2 separate regions of the Mus musculus genome follow, and region 1 is linked to region 2. The links are chromatin contacts, called in public Hi-C maps. All regions are on one chromosome and are shown on one strand. Each heading gives the region's core, a stretch centred on a gene start, on an enhancer-like site or on the middle of the called end of the contact. The rest is flanking DNA. Distances are from core to core; before and after follow the strand shown.

What was found. Hi-C and Micro-C count contacts between places; a contact is called where the count stands out from the background.
Region 1: a Hi-C map of the N1E-115 cell line shows a contact between it and region 2, with 4 times the contacts expected there. The contact joins two enhancer-like sites. A contact is called at or near these places in 2 of 15 datasets of contacts at CTCF or cohesin (both in the NIH/3T3 cell line), 4 of 484 Hi-C or Micro-C datasets (the N1E-115 cell line, cerebral cortex, forebrain and 1 more), 2 of 115 datasets of contacts at active chromatin or transcription factors (embryonic stem cells and regulatory T cells) and 1 of 9 other capture datasets (embryonic stem cells).

Annotation. Positions count from the first base shown.
Region 1 is chr10:26,033,574-26,036,693 of GRCm38.p6, forward strand. The region is part of intron 2 of Tmem200a (transmembrane protein 200A); the gene reads right to left. Among named protein-coding and RNA genes, the nearest start is that of Gm9767, 43 kb to the right of the region's middle. Within about 2 kb of position 1,613, at least 24 of the 459 cell types and tissues checked have an H3K27ac peak or open chromatin away from gene starts, as enhancers often do. A contact at or near this core is called in the N1E-115 cell line, where this site is marked.
Region 2 is chr10:25,680,073-25,683,117 of GRCm38.p6, forward strand. No RefSeq gene overlaps it. Among named protein-coding and RNA genes, the nearest start is that of Gm36543, 33 kb to the right of the region's middle. Within about 2 kb of position 1,374, at least 7 of the 459 cell types and tissues checked have an H3K27ac peak or open chromatin away from gene starts, as enhancers often do. A contact at or near this core is called in the N1E-115 cell line, where this site is marked.

The sequences.
Region 1 (3,120 bases), core at 363-2,862, 350 kb after region 2:
CCTTTCTCATTATCTTCGTATTTGCTCCAGACAGAAAGGTGGAATTTTCAAGTGCCAAGCCTTAGCCATTAACGTCTTCCTGACAAGGTGGATGTCTGTTTCTGTCTTCTTTTGAACCACTGTCATGCCATGATTGTCTTAAGTCAAAACGCTACTGTCTCAGTGCTTCAAACTTCTATTAAATGTAATGTCTGCCTTTGATTAGATCAGGTTTCCATCTGCTGTTGTTACCTTCCTGGGTGCAATCAAGACAGGGAGATGGGCATAGCCTATTCTATCCTCTTCACCTCTGCAATCGAACCAGCCAACCAAAAGCAATTGCTATCAGTTGAAATTTCACTTTTTTTTTTTTACATTTTATTTATTTTTAGAAAAATCAAACACTTTCTAATAGCAGGCTTAATAAGAAGTTTTAAAAGGTTGCTTGACTACAGAAGGTTCTCAAGCAGGACATGGCATATTTTTAGTGCCTCTTACATTCAAATTGATTGTTTGCGTAATCTTTCTCTCTGAAGAAACCATAGTGAGATCTGCTCTTCCTGAGTTTGCCTTTGCAAATCTGCTATTAATGTTTCAGCCTGTATAATGGAACAGACTGTCCACGGCAGGCGATCAGAACCGCTTTTCCACAGCCTTCGAAATTACAGATTGATTTTGACATGCTTTAGCTGGCTGACATCTCCGTTAAGGGTTCTAACCACTCGGGAAAGGGGGCAGCTTCTCAAGTGACCCTTTTCTGGGCAGCGCAACCTAGGTGAGATAATTAGAACAAGTGCAACCAGCATAGCTGCATAGTTTATCTGTATTTCTTTTATTGTACATAAAAGAGTTTCTGCATTGTATATGCAGAAAGTCAATATATCATATATATCATATATATATCATACATAATATATACAAAATATATAATATGTATATGATATAGATCATACATATACCAAATATAAATGATATATATGATATATATGATGTGTAGCATATGTGTGTGTATAAACACACACATACACACACACACACACACACACACACACACTCAAGTATCTACTACTTCCAAAGTGTTTAGAGATATGAACCTTACACAAAATAGACCAAGATTCTGGCCTTGGCCTGCTCTGTGGCCTTGGGCAAATCATTTAATCATTTCTCCTAAATTCCCACAGCTGGGAAATTACAGTGCATCACATGAACTCTGAAAGTTTATCATCATAGCAGTTTAGGATGCTCTGAACCACTCCAGGGCCTTGAGACTTTTTTGTGAAAAGGCAGGTGCCGCCTAGGCACCATCCCCTCTTCTCCTCCTGTAGGAACCTCTATTCCTAACAGAGAGCTTCCAACATCTTGGACCTCTCAGAAGCCAATCTTCACGTCAGTGCTTTGCATGAGCCTTTGCACATCTTAACAAACACAAGCAGGCTGCCAAAAATGTAAATTAGCAAGGGTGCTATCAGCCAGGCAGGAAGACCAGAGGAGAATCCTTGGCCAGAAAATGTCCTCCCACATAGAGAAGAGCTGGTAATTGGAAGATAGAGGAGGAATCCCCCCACCTCCCAGAGCAGCCTGTGCGGAGGCGGGTGCCCCTGCCATTACCCAAGCCTCTGCCAGAGCAGAAGTGAAGAGGAGAAAGCTCCCTCATCCTTGATGTGTTGAGCATTTCCAGGGCTGCCTTCCAGTTCCCGGCAGGCAGGATCCCACTGGCAGAAGTTAGTTAGTGTTCCCTTCTGTGGGAGCGGAAGGGAATTTCAATATGACAGTTGTGAAACACCAGCTCACCAGCTCTGATCAGTCCTAGAGCAAAGTTCCTATGGTCTCCAGCTTTCAGTGTCAATGGCAGGATCTGGGTTGGGGCTTCTGAGAAATGAACACCCATCTTAAACCTTAATGGTGGTTAGGAGAACACAGATTCGAGTACAGTTAATTGAATCACTAATTATAGGTGGTGTTCTGCATGGCTGCTATTTTACACCAATAGCAAAGCAGTGTATAAACACTGGGAATTGAAAGCCACCTGTTATTCTAATCTAATGAAGATCTATGTGTAGTACTAGCCTGTCAGATTAAGACAGGGAGAAGAGTCCTCACTCAGAAGGCCAGGTGGGAGTCTCCTGGATAACTGGTGCATGTGGATGTTAGTGTGGCTTGAGATGTTGACTTGAGAGCCCAGGATGGCTTCCATATTTAGGGCAAAAGTGACCTTGACCTTCCACCTGCAGAGTGCTGGGATTACAAGTGTGTGGATGTTGCGGGTGGAGCACTGGGCTTCATACACGCTAGACAAGCATGCTAGGCAAGTCCTGACAACTGAGGGCATCCCAGGGTTATCAAGTATAATTTTAAAAAATAGACTCAGACATCTGGACAAAGTGAAATATATTCCCTGGACCAAACCCCACGTAACTCTTGGAAGAAGTTGTAATAAAAAATAAAAATAAATAAACAGATAAAATAAGTAAATAAACAAACAAACAAACAAACTAGGGTTTCAGCTAAAGATGGTCAAGTCATCTCAGTCCTTAAAAAAAAAAAAAAAAAAAAGCTGTAAACTGTTTCCCTGTTTTACATGACAATTCTGAAAAAGAACCCACCTGAGGGAAGAACTGTTGTTCTTTGAGACCGTTGTTCTAAGCAGCAGCCCTGTCTAAACACTGTTTGTATATAGAAAATGACAAAGCACAGCCTTCTGAGGCAACGTGATGGGAGGCAGTGCCGTCTGCTGCACGTAACCCCTGGGTCCTTCCACACAGGTGCAGTGGCACTGGAGGCCCACAGACTGGTATAAAACAACACCTGCTCAGCACACACTGCTTCTGTGCATAGCTGGTCACTTCTGACCTACAAACCATGGCATTCACTGTTGAAAAATTATTTAATCTCAATTCCACTGAGAATTCCACTAGGTATATACCTTTAAAAATAGCACTCCATCATTGGAATTGATTTTTCTCTCCTTTGGATATTGCTCTCAGAATTGTGTTTTTTTTTTTCCTGAAGGACAATAAACGAGAATAAGATGACGATGACTTACTATCCAATCTCCTTGGTGTTCCTTTCTCTATTACCTTGATTGCCCTTCAGTTCTTACTATATCTGATCTCACTGGATCTTAGCCACACACATCTAAAT
Region 2 (3,045 bases), core at 124-2,623:
CTGTCCAGAGGCCTCGCTGATATTTCTATTTTCCTTAAGTTTCTAATTTTTTAATTAAAAAATGTTCCAAATAGTGTACTTTGATCATATTTCCCCGCCTCCAACTACTCCCAGGTAATTTCCACCATCCATGCAACTTCATGTAAATGTGTTCTCTCTTTGTCTCCAAACCACACAAGAAACAAGAACAAACCAACAACAAACAAGTGACTGAGAAACAAAAATCAAGACAAGCAGGCAAAAGACTCACAAGACGGGGAAAAAAGGCAAAGCAAAGCAAAGCAAAGCAACAGGAAAAAAAAAAAGTACACATTGAATTTGTTTTATGTTGGCCAACCATTTCCGGGGCCTGTCCTGGAGTGTGGTTCATAAGCCAAGTGAAATTCCATCGGAAAAATGGATCTATTGGAGATGACTTCCTGTTATGTGTGGGACTTCTCTGTCAACTTCTCCCCTATAGCCCTGGGACCCATACTGGCATGGACTTGTGCAGGCCGGCTGCATGCTTCACAGTCTCCGTGAGTCCGTATGTGCACCAGTCCTGTGGTGGTTGGAAGACATTGTCTCCTCGGTATTCCCCATCACCTCTGGCTTTCCTCTTCCTCTCCACCAGAGCTCCCTGAACCTGAGCAGAGAGATTTGATGAAGATGCCTGTCAGCACGTTGTCCTACTATGGATCTCTGTGTTGCTTCCCATCTACTCCCAGAAGCTTCTCCGATGTGGGTCGAGTGCATCACTGATCTATAGATATAGCAGCATGTCACCATGCTGACTGACATTTCTTAAAACTTAGAAATGAGTGAAGGGCTTCGCACACACTGAAGCAAGGGCAGCTCTGGGCCCTGATCACTTCCTGTCCAGAGGCCTCGCTGATATTTCTATTTTCCTTAAGTTTCTAATTTTTTAATTAAAAAATGTTCCAAATAGTGTACTTTGATCATATTTCCCCGCCTCCAACTACTCCCAGGTAATTTCCACCATCCATGCAACTTCATGTAAATGTGTTCTCTCTTTGTCTCCAAACCACACAAGAAACAAGAACAAACCAACAACAAACAAGTGACTGAGAAACAAAAATCAAGACAAGCAGGCAAAAGACTCACAAGACGGGGAAAAAAGGCAAAGCAAAGCATAGCAAAGCAACAGGAAAAAAAAAAGTACACATTGCATCCTTGCTTTTCCTCACGGAGAGCTTTCTTCTTGCCAGTTTTCTACAGAGTCACTGGTAATGTTCGCTGTTTTGCTCAACCCAGAGTGCTTCCCCTCATTTTCAGGGGTATGAAAAGGTCTATTAAAAAGGCTTCCTAGATCCTTTCAGTTAAAACAAAACCTGGGGAAGTGTCACTGTGCCGTTAAGTGTGGCCACTTGGTGGCGCCAAAAAGTAACCTTAACCCTTACAAAGAGCAATAGAAAGATAAACAGACACGCTTTTGATAAAGGTGTATTGCGACTGTGTACTTCTTCTTCTTTTCCCTTTTTATTTAAAATGAAGATGGTCAGTAGTCCAAGGAGTGAGTGTAAACTGGAAAAGTCTCTCAGTTCTTTTATCCTTGACCTATTTAAACTCAACTGCCATGGCTTTCAAGTATGTTCCTTGGGGAACTAGACTGAAAAGTGATGTCTGATGTTTACAGAGCCCTGGATACATGCATCACACGGTTTAGCATATAAATATTTCTATTGTTCATTTTTTTGTGAGTTTTCATTTTTCAAATCCTTACCACACTGTAGTTAGAACAGTATCCGTCACTGTCAATTTACATGGAGAAGCTGACTCGAGAGTGATAGAGCCGGGATTTGAACCCACCATCAGTCTCCAAAGGCAGAGATTTCATCTCTGCACTTGGTTTGTGTCCAAATGATTCTTTATAGGAAGGAAGTTTACTTCCATGACATTTGTACGTATGGTGTGTGTGCATGTACATTTGTGCATGCAGATAAGTATGCATGTGGTTCCGACCCAACTTGATGGCTGGTGAGTGCCTTCCTCTGTTGCTTCTCATCTTTTTTTTTTTTTTTTTTTAAGACTTCTCGCTGATCCTGTGGCTTCTTCTTTTGTTTAGATTGGCGGTCCAAGCCCCAGGGCTGCCTCTGTCTTTGCCTGACTAACATTAGGATTATACATGTGTGCTGTGGTGCCTGGCTTTTGTATAGGTTCTGAGGATCTGAACTCGGATCCTCATTATCCATTTGAGTCATCTGCCCAGCCAGCTCTTCAATAATTTTAACTCCTTGAAAAGAAAGGTTTTTAAAAGAAAAAGCCTTTTAAACATCCCCACCCCCACCCCCAATATCAGAAAGAACATTTGCTGCTGTACTTTTAACATGGGAAAAAATGACACTCACATAATTTTCCTTGTTTCAAAATTTCAAGTTGAAGCTTGTTCTTAAAGATTCACAGGCACATTTGGTCAGGGACTCCAACAGTGCCAGGCTAATGCTTTTGGAGTCTAGCAGTGCCAGATAATTCCTGCTTTAGCCTGAAGTCCCTGGGCAGCAATCTCCAGCAATATTCTCAGTTTCACGAGGCAGTTGTGTTCTTCACTTTACTGTTAGAAAAGGAACTTGACCCTTGGCCTGACCTTCCCCCTCTATTACAGCCTGAGGGACGAGTGGCTAACTCTCCAAGCTGAGCCCTATAAAAGAGGTGAGATGCCCTTTCTCAAAGTCTTAGGTGGGTAGTGATAGAGAGAGACACCCAGTACACATGCACATATCTCTACACATGAATTGCTCAACATGGCTTTAGTGTCTCTTTTTTACTTTGCTGTTCCTGTTATTTGTTGGTTACAAGGGATGTGCTAGTGGGAATCATGGGACTCTATTTTGGATGCTGCCAACCACAAGTGGAGCCTTCTTAGCTAGTTAACAAATTTGTGCTATTATCACTGAGGCATGCACAGAGAGTCCTGAGAGGGACCTAATCAACCTGGGATCCCAGTGCTATGACAACCTCAAAGACCATGTTCCCTTTGCTGGAGAATGGTTTATAGGTCCTTTTCTCTTGACAGGAGAGTTTTGCCTCTCTGCCTAATAAGTGTCT